2 separate regions of the Gossypium hirsutum genome follow, and region 2 is linked to region 1. The links are chromatin contacts, called in public Hi-C maps. All regions are on one chromosome and are shown on one strand. Each heading gives the region's core, a stretch centred on a gene start, on an enhancer-like site or on the middle of the called end of the contact. The rest is flanking DNA. Distances are from core to core; before and after follow the strand shown.

The links. A called contact is a pair of places that touch in the nucleus more often than the background predicts.
Region 2: a Hi-C map of leaf shows a contact between it and region 1, with 2.8 times the contacts expected there. The contact joins the promoter of LOC107886489 here to the promoter of LOC107886492 in region 1. A contact is called at or near these places in 2 of 34 Hi-C or Micro-C datasets (hypocotyl and leaf).

What each region holds. Positions count from the first base shown.
Region 1 is chrA03:93,903,658-93,909,506 of Gossypium_hirsutum_v2.1, reverse strand. It overlaps LOC107886492 (regulator of G-protein signaling 1), which reads right to left and starts at 2,639. Exons shown (of 11, transcript XM_016810466.2): 1 at 2,279-2,639; 2 at 1,961-2,081; 3 at 1,809-1,872; 4 at 1,658-1,742; 5 at 124-197. The coding sequence starts at 2,358.
Region 2 is chrA03:94,062,200-94,068,048 of Gossypium_hirsutum_v2.1, reverse strand. LOC107886489 reads right to left here and starts at 3,622. Exons shown (of 6, transcript XM_041098771.1): 1 at 3,291-3,622; 2 at 2,661-2,728; 3 at 431-2,561; 4 at 1-276. The coding sequence starts at 3,420.

The sequences.
Region 1 (5,849 bases), core at 1,390-3,889:
TGTTGACTCTTGGATCTGATAACTGAATAAATATGTCTAGATAAACAAACGAAACAACTCTTTTGGAAAAAGTGTTGCTATCCGTCCAACTTGATGAACTTGGTAGGTTTCTAAGATTCTTACTTGCAGCACCGGCGATCCATGGCAAGACAATTAGTGGAAGAAAAATATGAGATCTGACTGGTGGTAAACGCCTCCTGAAATATGCAATAACACATAAACTAACCAATTTTTGCTAAATGGAATTTTTAAACAGGTAACATCACCTCTGCCACAATTAACACTGCAATGTGATACAAAACTTGTGGTTTGGCAGCATTATCTCTGATAAACCATCAGATTGGGTAGAAATTTGCTCAATGGCAAAGTCTCGGAGTAGAAAATTGCAGTTAAATTCAGAGAGTGTTTGATTCACTAAATGTAAGATCATCTTTAGTAATAGGATTATTGAAATGTAAGATTACTTGCATATTACAAATTGTGTTACAATATCCTCTTCAATTTTGACTGAAATGTAAGGTTTTTCTATTTGGTTGATGGAATGTAATATTACCTTAAAAACATATTTTACTAAATTATCCTCATACAACTTTGCTACTTTTTTATTATTAACTATACAAAGGTTGAAATTTATGACATGTTTGGTTACTAGTGTAATAACACGAGGAAAAAACTTATTTAATACACATGTTAAAATAGTTGGACTTAAAATAAAGAATAATTAGTACAAATTTTAATTTGAAATTAGAAGGATGAGTAAAAACTCTTGTAAGAAATAAGACCTCTTCAAAATAAGCAAAAAGTTTTCCTTCTCTTTGCCAAAAACAAGTCATTGGCTAAAAATTATCATTTGTAATTAGTTTATTGCTAACTCATGTACAAAAACATGTAGAAAAATAATACTCTTATCAAATGTAGCATTATAGTATTTTATTTTACTAATAAATGAATACATTTATCTAGTAAATTAATTTCATATATTTTTTCTCAAACAAATAAAGGGGAGGAGCAGCTAAGGGATTCTATTTTGATCAAAGGGACAAAGAAAAGTAAAAAAGAATTTTTTTTTTTTGAATTAAAATATGTTATTTGTTATGGTTTAAAGGTAAATTTGACTAAAATGATAAAAAGAAATAATAAATTGTTATAAAAATAACATTTCAGGCGCAATGCAATAGACAAAATGTTAACTTTACTGAACTTATAATAAAAATATATAGTTGAAATGTTAATTGAATAATATATCAAAAAATTGAAAATATTGATTCAATAGTTTTTATTATAATTTAGCTTTGGTTTAAGTAAAAAGAATCAAAGTGTAAAATTGTCAAAAATCTCACAATGTAAGATTACCGATATTAAGAGTGTCACCTATATATCAAATCCCGGCACTATTGGTAATATCACATTACATACTGAAAGTAATTTTTTTTATCCAAACATGGGAAAGTGATTCCAGAATATAAAATTGCACCAATAATATGTGAACAAATCGTCCCCTTATTGATTCAAAAATTATAGCAGTCCCATGACTGAAACATTTCACCTAAAAATTAACAGGATCAAGCATTCCTAAACAATTTAACCAACATGGTTCTATCATTTGTCTATTTACAGTCTGTCTTAAAATCTCCCAAGTAGAAGAATATCCACTTACTTGACAAATGCATAGTACAGTTGAAAGGCCTGTGCTATGCGGCAGCTCATCAACAAACCAAATCCAAGTGGACCTTCAACCCATACTGAAACCAAAACATACTTCAGACAATGTCACGGAAAAATATAACGTAATTTAGAGATCCATAAACCTGCCCAAACATAGCAAGACAACCACCAATGGCTCTTTTTGTACTTGAGGAAATTCCCAGCCATCTGTAAAAAGCGTATGGTTAACAATTTAATGAAGTCATTTATTGTAGATATATAAATAACAAGGAAATTGAATTCTATATTGCTTTACCACAAGCGATAACAGGAAGTCGAAGCTGGCAACAACTTGAATGACTGGAATCCAAAAGGCACTCCCTCTTGCACTTGGAACTTTGTGTATCAAAAAGGGGAAACTTGACCTCACAATAAGTCTGCAGAAAAAGAAAAAGGCACAATTTCAAAAAGAAAATAATCCCACTGAGGCATAACATCGAATAGATGATGACAGAGCAAAACTACCCATCTAAAGATAAAAAAGAATGAACTTTGACTTTGACTTTGACTTCGATATGAAATTTTTATGAGATAAAAAAAATGGGGCTCTTAATAAAGATTCAAAAGAAGGTACAGAATCACGGCGAAGATGGCTATGGAAACAGCAACATAATCGGAGGAGTAGCCACCATGAACGGCGGGACAGTTTGCCATCGTTTTTTCTTCAACATATGATTGATAGTAGATCAAATTAAGGAATTAGATGCGGGGAAAAGAAAAGAGTAAGGTTTGATTAGTCTTTGGGTGGGAAAAACACGGCAGTGGCCTCGTTTTCTTGGCCAAAGAGTCGCCATCGTTTCCATTTCCCACGTGAAGGCTTTGTTTGACTAATGATCAAACCAAAGCAATATTTACCGAAATCAAGGGCTTCGCAAATTTTTATTTCCGTGTCTGTAACATATACACGTGACATTTCGGTAAGCAATGATCAGCTCCATTGCTTGTTTCATATCTTTCTTTTATTTGACTTTTTAACTTCGCAGATGCTTTCTTACTCTGTCCTTTTACTTCAACAAGTATCAAAGTTTTTAGTTAATTTGAGAATCATGAGTATTGAGTTTAATAATATGTATTATGGAGCTTCATTAAAATCAAAGCAATGGTTGTGAAATGTTCAATTTTAAACTATACCAATATAATTTAATTTTGTAACTGATGCAGATAATATTTGTACATAATTTAACATTTATGGACTTTAAGGTCTTTCATAAAATTTAAAATAAAAGAGTAATCTTTAATAAATTATTTAAAGAGGAAAATGAAAATTTCCACTCTTGTGTCCAGCTACTATTAAAATCTGAACCTAACTCTAACCATAAAATCTATAAATAATCAATCCCACTTGTTAATTTTTCACACAAAATCTAAAACATTCATCATCTACTATCTATACCATCTTATATTTTTTTTCTAAATGTGAAAGAACAAAACATTTTCAAATTGTAGGAACATTGGAGTATTCTCTAATGGCTTGATGTCGCAATAATATCGAAATAAATTCACTTGACAACAAAATCATTTGTCACTTACGAGGCATCGGTTTTTATCATGCTAGCTAAATTGAGAATTTTACTTTTGTGCCATCATTCATCTCTACTTTGTTTGAACGATAGAGACCCTAGACCTATATTTTTAATCACTCATGCGGCAAAGCGATAGTACTGTTGGAAGATATAGCGTTATTGACCAACCTTCTAAATAAACGAGCACCTAATAACAAATACAATTTAGCAGATGACCTACTTGCATCATTGGAAAGAGGTATCAATCATGATTCTCATTTCAAAGGGCATCATATTAAGCTAAAATGACTTAAAATTAACTTCAAGTATCTCCCTAAAAAACCCCAAACCCGTACATATTCAATATCATACTAAAGCTTATATTTTTCAATAGATTAGAGGTATATTAATACTAGAAAAATATGACAATTTAGTTCATACCATGTATCTTTAATTGTTAAATATTTTTTGAAGTAATAGGAATAAACAATTTAATATATGGATTTGGCATGCCTATACAGGCTTGTAGAATGGGAAACGTGGAAGTAAATAGTTGCCTTATGATTTTATAATCATGAGGCGGTATCTACTTTCATAGATTACGCTTATATTCTTTGAAGATCTTAGTTTCCCTTTCGCTAGAAGGTAAAACTAGTGGTATATGTTATAAATGTATTACATTCTAGATGTTTTATATTAGTACTAACATTATATATTAAATAGGTGGTTTAGGCATTGTCACTATACAACTTATTAGAAGAATGAAATCATAACAACACAATCATCTATGGATGTTCAATAAAATAATTTGATAATTTTGTGTTAGAATGATATTTATTAACTATAATTAATATCATATCATAATTGATTTTAAATGCATTTATTTCTTTTTATTTTTTTAGCTTGTGTGAATGTTCTATCAAATGACAGAGGTTACTAACATACTAATGGTGAAAGGACATGTGCACGAATGTGTTTTTAACGTGTGGATGTTGCTTATATTCTTATTTTGCATCAAGTGGCACCAATCTAATAGGTTTTATAGGAATTTTCGATGTTTCAAGAAATTTCGATAAATCTAAAGAACATTAATGGTTATCATAGTATGGATTTGTGTTTGGGATTGAAGCATATTGCTAATGTAACAGTCCGATTTAGACCTTAATAGAAACGGTGGTTTCGGGATCACGAATCCGAGTCAGAAAAATATTTAAAAATTATTTTCTGTATTTATTTTGTGTGAATTTATATTGGTGAAATTTTCGTGATTTAATTTTGTCGTTTAGGTGTCCGATTAAATAAAAGGACTTAATCGCATAAATAGAAAATTTGATAGTTTAAAATATAAAGATCAAAAAGTTAGTGACTTTTTAAATTGAGGCATTTATATTGTAAATAGCCTGTAACTTATTAGGTGGACGGTAATGGGTTATATTATAAGGTTTTGGTATGAATTAATGAAGGTGATATATGTAAACTAACATTATAAACTATTATAATAAAACATATATAATATAAAACATAAAATAAAGTTTACATACTTGTTATAATTGTTCTTCTTTTGCCGAAACTAAACAAAATAAAAAGAAAGAACACAAAGCTAGGGTTCGGCCAATTTGGAGCTTAATTAAGGTATCAGTTTAGATCGGTTTTTGATAATTTCTACGTTTTTGATATCGTTACTTAGAAATCTTCAAGACCCATGCTTTAATTTTTTATTTTGATGAATATTTTGAGTTGTGCCATTGTTGGTAGCTTGTGATTTTTGTTGTTTGATGATAAAAAATGAAAGATATGTTTTAGATTAACATATTTTGTATTGGAGTTTTTGATGATTTTGATTAATTAGGACTTAATTGCAAAAATAATAATTTGAGGGACTAAAATGTGAAATAAATGAAATATATGGGCTTGTATGAAAACTAGGAATATTCGGCCAAACATGGGTACCTTGAAAATTTTGCATATTTTGTGTTTCGTGTAATAGGGACTAAATTGTAAAAATTGTAAATATCAGGAGTAAAATGGTAATTTTCCCATTTATGTGTTTCTGGACTAAATTGAATAAAATATGTTTGAATGAGCTTAATTTGAATATGTTTAGATCAAGAACCAAAGAAATCAGATTTGGTATGGGGGAAAACGAAAGTTGCCGACTAACAGCCCCATCCTGTTTTACGACGTCCGAGGTAAGTTCATAAGCAAATAAACGTGTTTAATTGTGGTTAAATATTAAATATATATGCTGTTATGAAATGACGGAAATTATATATGATATAGCCGAATGTGTAAAGGCTTGGTTACTACGTTTCTGAATTCGTTCCAATCGAGTTGTGACGTCCGAAAGTCCCGTATGAACCTTAGGAATAGCTAGGATACATATATCATGACATAGGATACCGATATATGTGTGTGAGTAAGTCCATGGCATCGATTTGTGATTCTGATATGTGTTTACGAGTAAGACCCTGTCTAGGATAGTGGCATCAATATGTGGCTACATGTAAGACCATGTCTGGGACGTTGGCATTGTATGATCTATGTGATTATCCGAGTGTCCTAACCAATTTTAAATAGTTCATTGGGAAAAGGTAAATTGTGTACAGTTTGTGTAATGCGAGCTAAATGGCCAGGTATGATTTA
Region 2 (5,849 bases), core at 2,373-4,872, 160 kb before region 1:
TACTCTTCTTGTACTTCCTTACTTTCTTGGAAGACTTCTTAGGTTCCACGATTTTCTCTTCCAAGGTACAACTTTGATTTCCATGCCTTGATACCCCAAATTCTTTCCGGAAATCAATTCCTTCTTGTGAAACAGGTGTAGGATGGCCATCCACAAGGCTGGAAATCTGATCATATGAATCTCTAGCCTTTATTGCTGATGCAACATCCGGTTGGGCTGCTTCATTTTGGCTTTTCAAGTTGCCATCATTGGTATCATCCATATCATTGTAACCTGCTAAAGTTGGTATTAATACTAGAAAAAGTTATTTCTTGTGTATTATTTCTATTAATCCTGGACTATGGTTGAAATGGAAAAGATATTTTTTGGGGGGAAAGGGGGGACAAGGGGGTGGGGGGTGTAAATAAATTGCATATAAGTAGGAACTTACCCCCAAAGTGGGGCACTTGATTTGTTTCACTAACTTCCTGCATTTTCATTGATGAGATCAGACCAGATTCAGATATTTCTCCACCTGCAGAACGTTTTCCAAGAAAAGAAACTGGATCACCTTTACTGCCCAAATCTTTGTCTTTAATGGCTTCTACAGCCTGAAAAGTTTCCACATGAACATCTTTTGCAGAAGAGACTTCACTATCTACTTGACTAGGATTTGATTTTTGCCTTTTCCTGTTCTTCTTCCCACCGCTCGCATTGGCCGTCGACAAATGGTTTTGTTTTACGGATTCAGCATTCAAGGGATCTACGACAACCATCGTATTTTCCAATTTCTGACCTAAAGTACACTCAGTGGTTACAGTATTGAGATCAGTAGCTTGTTCTCCATTTTCTATTAAAGAATTGTCATTAACATCTTTCTTCTCGGCTTTGCGCTTTTTCTTTGATACAGGCCGAGATTGAAAGGAATCTTCTTTTGACTCATGTTCCTGGTCCTTGTGAGCAACATCTTTATGTTTATTAGTTTCCAATTCAGAATGTTCTCCTGGAACGTTTATTCCCCCATCGGCCATCTTTTTCCTAGCAGTTGACCTCTTATTTCTGTCAGAAGACAAACTCCGAGAGGTTTCATCCACATGAATTTGGCTTCCCAGATTTGCATCATTCAAAGCCAAACTTGGTCCATTATGAATCAAATTTTCTTCAAGTACACGGCCTGAATCCAACGCATCTTTCCCAGATTCAACAACTAAAGCACCATTTTCTTTAGAATCATGGTGGATGGCATATTTGTTTCTCTGGGGCACTTGATTTGTTTCACTAACTTCCTGCATTTTCATTGAAGAGATCAGACCAGTTTCAGATATTTCTCCACCTGCAGAATGTTTTCCAAGAAAAGAAACTGGATCACCTTTACTGCCCAAATCTTTGTCTTTAATGGCTTCTACAGCCTGAAAAGTTTCCACATGAACATCTTTTGCAGAAGAGACATCACTACCTCCTTGACTAGGATTTGATTTTTGCCTTTTCCTGTTCTTCTTCCCACCGTTTGCATTGGCCGTCAACAAATGGTTTTGTTTTACGGATTCAGTATTCAAGGGGTCTACGACAGCCCTCGTATTTTCCAGTTTCTGACCTAAAGTGCACACAGAGGTTGTATTGAGATCAATAGCTTGTTCTACATTTTCTATTAAAGAATTGTCATTAACATCTTTCTTCTTGGCTTTGCGCTTTTTCTTTGATGCAGGCCGAGATTGAAAGGAATCTTCTTTTGACTCATGTTCCTGATCCTTGTGAGCAACATCTTTATGTTTATTAGTTTCCAATTCAGAATGTTCTCCTGGAACGTTTATTCCCCCATCGGCCATCCTTTTCCTAGCAGTTGACCTCTTATTTCTGTCAGAAGACAAACTCCGAGAGGCTTCATCCACATGAATTTGGTTTCCCAGATTTGCGTCATTCAAAGCCAAACTTTGTCCATTATGAATCAAATTTTCCTCAAGTACATGGCCTGAATCCAATGCATCTTTCCCAGATTCAACAACTAAAGCACCATTTTCTTTAGAATCATGGTGGATGGCATATTTGTTTCTCTTTTTAGTTTTCTGCTTTTCCTTTAAAACAGATGTAGCTACAGAAGCTTGTAGATCTTCAGATATTTTGTCATCTCCAACATCTTTCGACTGTACCTTCGGCCTTGACCCCGTGTTGGTAGCAGGGAACGAAACCTGATTATTACTATCAGCTGTATGTTCAGCTTCCTTACACAAATTTCCTGAGTTTTCTTTGGTGGAATTGCTAAAACCAAACTGTTGAGACGCAGAATTCTGTTTTGCATGACAGTCATCTCTGTCTTGTAGCAAAGGTGCATCATTGACATTGGACAATCTTTTGGCTTTATCAACAGGTAGAAGATCAACAACATCAACCGAATAATTATTAATTCCAGTACCGAAGCAGGCTACAATGTTGCCAGCATCAGGTTCAATGGAATTATGATTTTCCCTATGCTCTTTAGCACTCGAGGCATCAACCGAAAGAAACCAACTCCTGCTCACTCCACCAAAAGCACTTTTCACAAACATGGAATCAGAAAGGTGATAAAGAAATCCTTTGCGCTTTACCTATTCATGTTAACAAAGCCATGTCAATGTAAAATTTAAAATCAACAGTAAGACATCCTTAACAAGTAGCATCATAACAGTACAAGATATAGCACCAACCTTTAACGCATTAATCTTTATCTCCCCAATGTTGGGAAAGCACAACGGGTGTTCATACAGTATCTTTTCTGCAAATCAGCAGCACATAGATATTACTAACTAAAACAGAACTTTACAACACTTGATCTTAAAGATGAAGTTGATATGTCAGTTACTAAAAGTTGATAAACTAAATTAAGATCAAAATATGTTAGACAACTAGAACCAGTGACTATTTTTGAGAATGATAAAGCACAAGGAGAAATAATACATAACTTCCATAACATAACTATATCTACATTCTACATATCAAAACAATGCACCATTTCTTTTCCTGTTCAAGCATTCTAGAGGAATTCTCAATGGCTACAACAACTTCAGCACTTTAATTCACCTAATTTTAGGTTAATTACAGGGGAAATTTTAGATTTCCTATTCAAGTTCTGATCCTTGAGGTCTCAAATGGATGAACACTTTGAACTGGTATTGAAAAATAAACAAAGTCCAGCCGATAACGTTGCTTTATTACTTTAAAGAAGATAAATTTGTATCCTCCAAAAGCAAAGAATGAAACTTTACTTAAAAAGACAAATGGTAAACCAAAACACCAAGAAATCAAAGATGAGAGGGGAAAGGGAGAAAGTATCATACTTTTAAGATCGGAAACGGTTTCGGAGTCGGAGACGATCATGGCGAGGTGAGTATCAAGGTTGGAATCAATGAAAATACTGTGGTAGACATCGGAACAACCGCAACCGGAGGTGGAATCCGGCTTTTCCATTTCCTTTTTGAAAGGAAGACGGCGACCTATAACCGGGGAAAAAAAGGGTTTCGAGTTTTAAGTAGAAAAGGAAAAGGAAAAGGAGGTAGAGTTTTGTGGAATGAGGGGGGGTTTGTTAGTGTGGAAGACGAACAGACTTCGGCCTAAATGGCGGCATGCGCGAAACAAACTAACTAGAACATGTTGAAGCCTGTCTTGTCCTTTAAAACTGAAGTAGTGAGAATCGGCCTGTTTTTATATTTGAGTTCGGGCTTATTAAACTTAACCCATATAAATAGGAACTGGGTTAGGCTTCACCTAATCTCCATTTTTTTATGATTATTGGATATATCCAAAATTATACAAAATAGAGAGAAATATTTTTATTTTTATTTTTATTTTTAACACTTGAATACCTTAGAATTTCGTGTCGGGTTATTTAATAAATATAATTTATTTTTAATTTTAAAATAATAAATTTAAATTGATTATATTTTTAATTATTTACCTTAAATATATTTCAATACCAATTATATTAAAGATAATAAAAATACTAATTTTCATAATTTTTTTAATTATAAAAATTCAACTTCCCCATTTTTCTAAATACTTGGGTAAATATAATCTTATATAAACAAAAAAAAGTCAAAGTTTCTCACTAAAAAAGTAATATTCATATATGGATAGTGAAATTCTTGACCTTTTTTGAAGAATTATTTGATTATTTTTAAAAATATTTATTAAATGTGTAAAAAATTAAATCTTCCTAAAATCGTGAGAAATTACTTTTACCTTTTTTATTATTTCTTATATAACCGAAGCTGACAAAAATCCGATATGGATAGTCTACACTTTCGACATCTGTATAACTTTATATAAATAACATGTGCTTTCTATTTAATCTTTTTAATTTTATAAAAATTAGTTTAAAAATCTTATTTATTTACTTCAATAATTTATATTTTACTTTATTACAGTATCTTACATAAAAATTTAATTTAAATAATTCTTTCCTATAATAATTTTATGCGTTAACTACATAAATAGTCACTCATCTTTATTCAATTTTTTTCTTTTTGCCACTGAATTATAAAAAATTACATTTTTGTTACTATTATGATCGAGTTATAAAGTTTTGGTCACTCGTTCGTTAACGAGGGTTACAGCCTTTATGAAAAGTGACATGGCATATTAATCCAAGAGTTAATATCTAATTTGACTCTTAAATTATAACTAAAACATTCAATTTAGTCCTTTTACAACTTTTTTTTAATGATGATTCTAAAAAATTTTCAAAAATATCTCTAAAAAATTCTGAAATTTCATTATTTATTTTTTGGAATTAAAAATATGTTTTTTAAAATTTTAAAAATAATCAAAATATCCTTTAAAATATCATAAATTCCAAATTTTATTTAAAAATTAAAAATATCAAAAAAATCTTTTAAAATTCTAAAATTTCATTTTTTTTTTAAAATATTTTTAAATATAATTATGTAAAAAAGTTAAAATTAATAAAATTCTAAATACATAAAAAAATAAAAAATATATAACTAGAAAGCCAACTTCTTCATCATTATCATCAAGAGTTCCTTTTGGAAGCTGGCTTTCAATGGAAATTAACCTTGGTTCAGATTTAGGTGGAAGAGGTAGTGGCGGTGCTGGTTCATCGTGTTGGAACATTTTCAAATATTTATAGTGTTCTAATAACTATAAATGAATGGGTGTAATTAATCAAAAGATTATATTGTTTGATTTTTTGAAAAAGAATTATAACTATTTAAATAATTTTATTTGAATAGTTATAATTAAATGAATAATTACGTGTTTATTTTAAAGACATTAGTATTCAGAAAGACACATATTGATGAAAGATGCCTCTATGAAGAGACATGAAAATTCCTATAAATAGGAATGAGATTTCATTTGGAAATCATACCAACAAATTCTAATATTCTTTCTTTTCATCCTTCATTTTCTAATATTATTAGATTATTCTATAAAGTATTACTGTAGAAATCCTTTATAGAAATTGAGTTCCTTGTCATATATTGCTCAGTGTGTAGTGGGCTATTCTCGTCAGTGCAAAACGCAAATAGCCATTGGCTTCATTGTATCTTCGAGGTTAATTTGCTTGAAACTCATTTGCACACCGAAGATAGGTGGGGGCGAATATAACCTTAAAGATAATAGCTTGATACACATCTTGGAGCCTTGTCCTATTTCTTCTTCTGTTCGAGTTTCGTTCATGTGTTCAAGATTTTCCTCACTGAATATTTGTACTAACATTTTTAAGGTTATAATTCATGATGACTACCACAACACATGAAAGTGGAACACTAAAGAAGTTGGCTTCCAATTTTGTCAAACTTGATCGATTTGATGGGTGTAATTTTTTACGATGCAGAAAAAGATGCACTTCTTATTATCAACTTTGAAGATTGCTTATG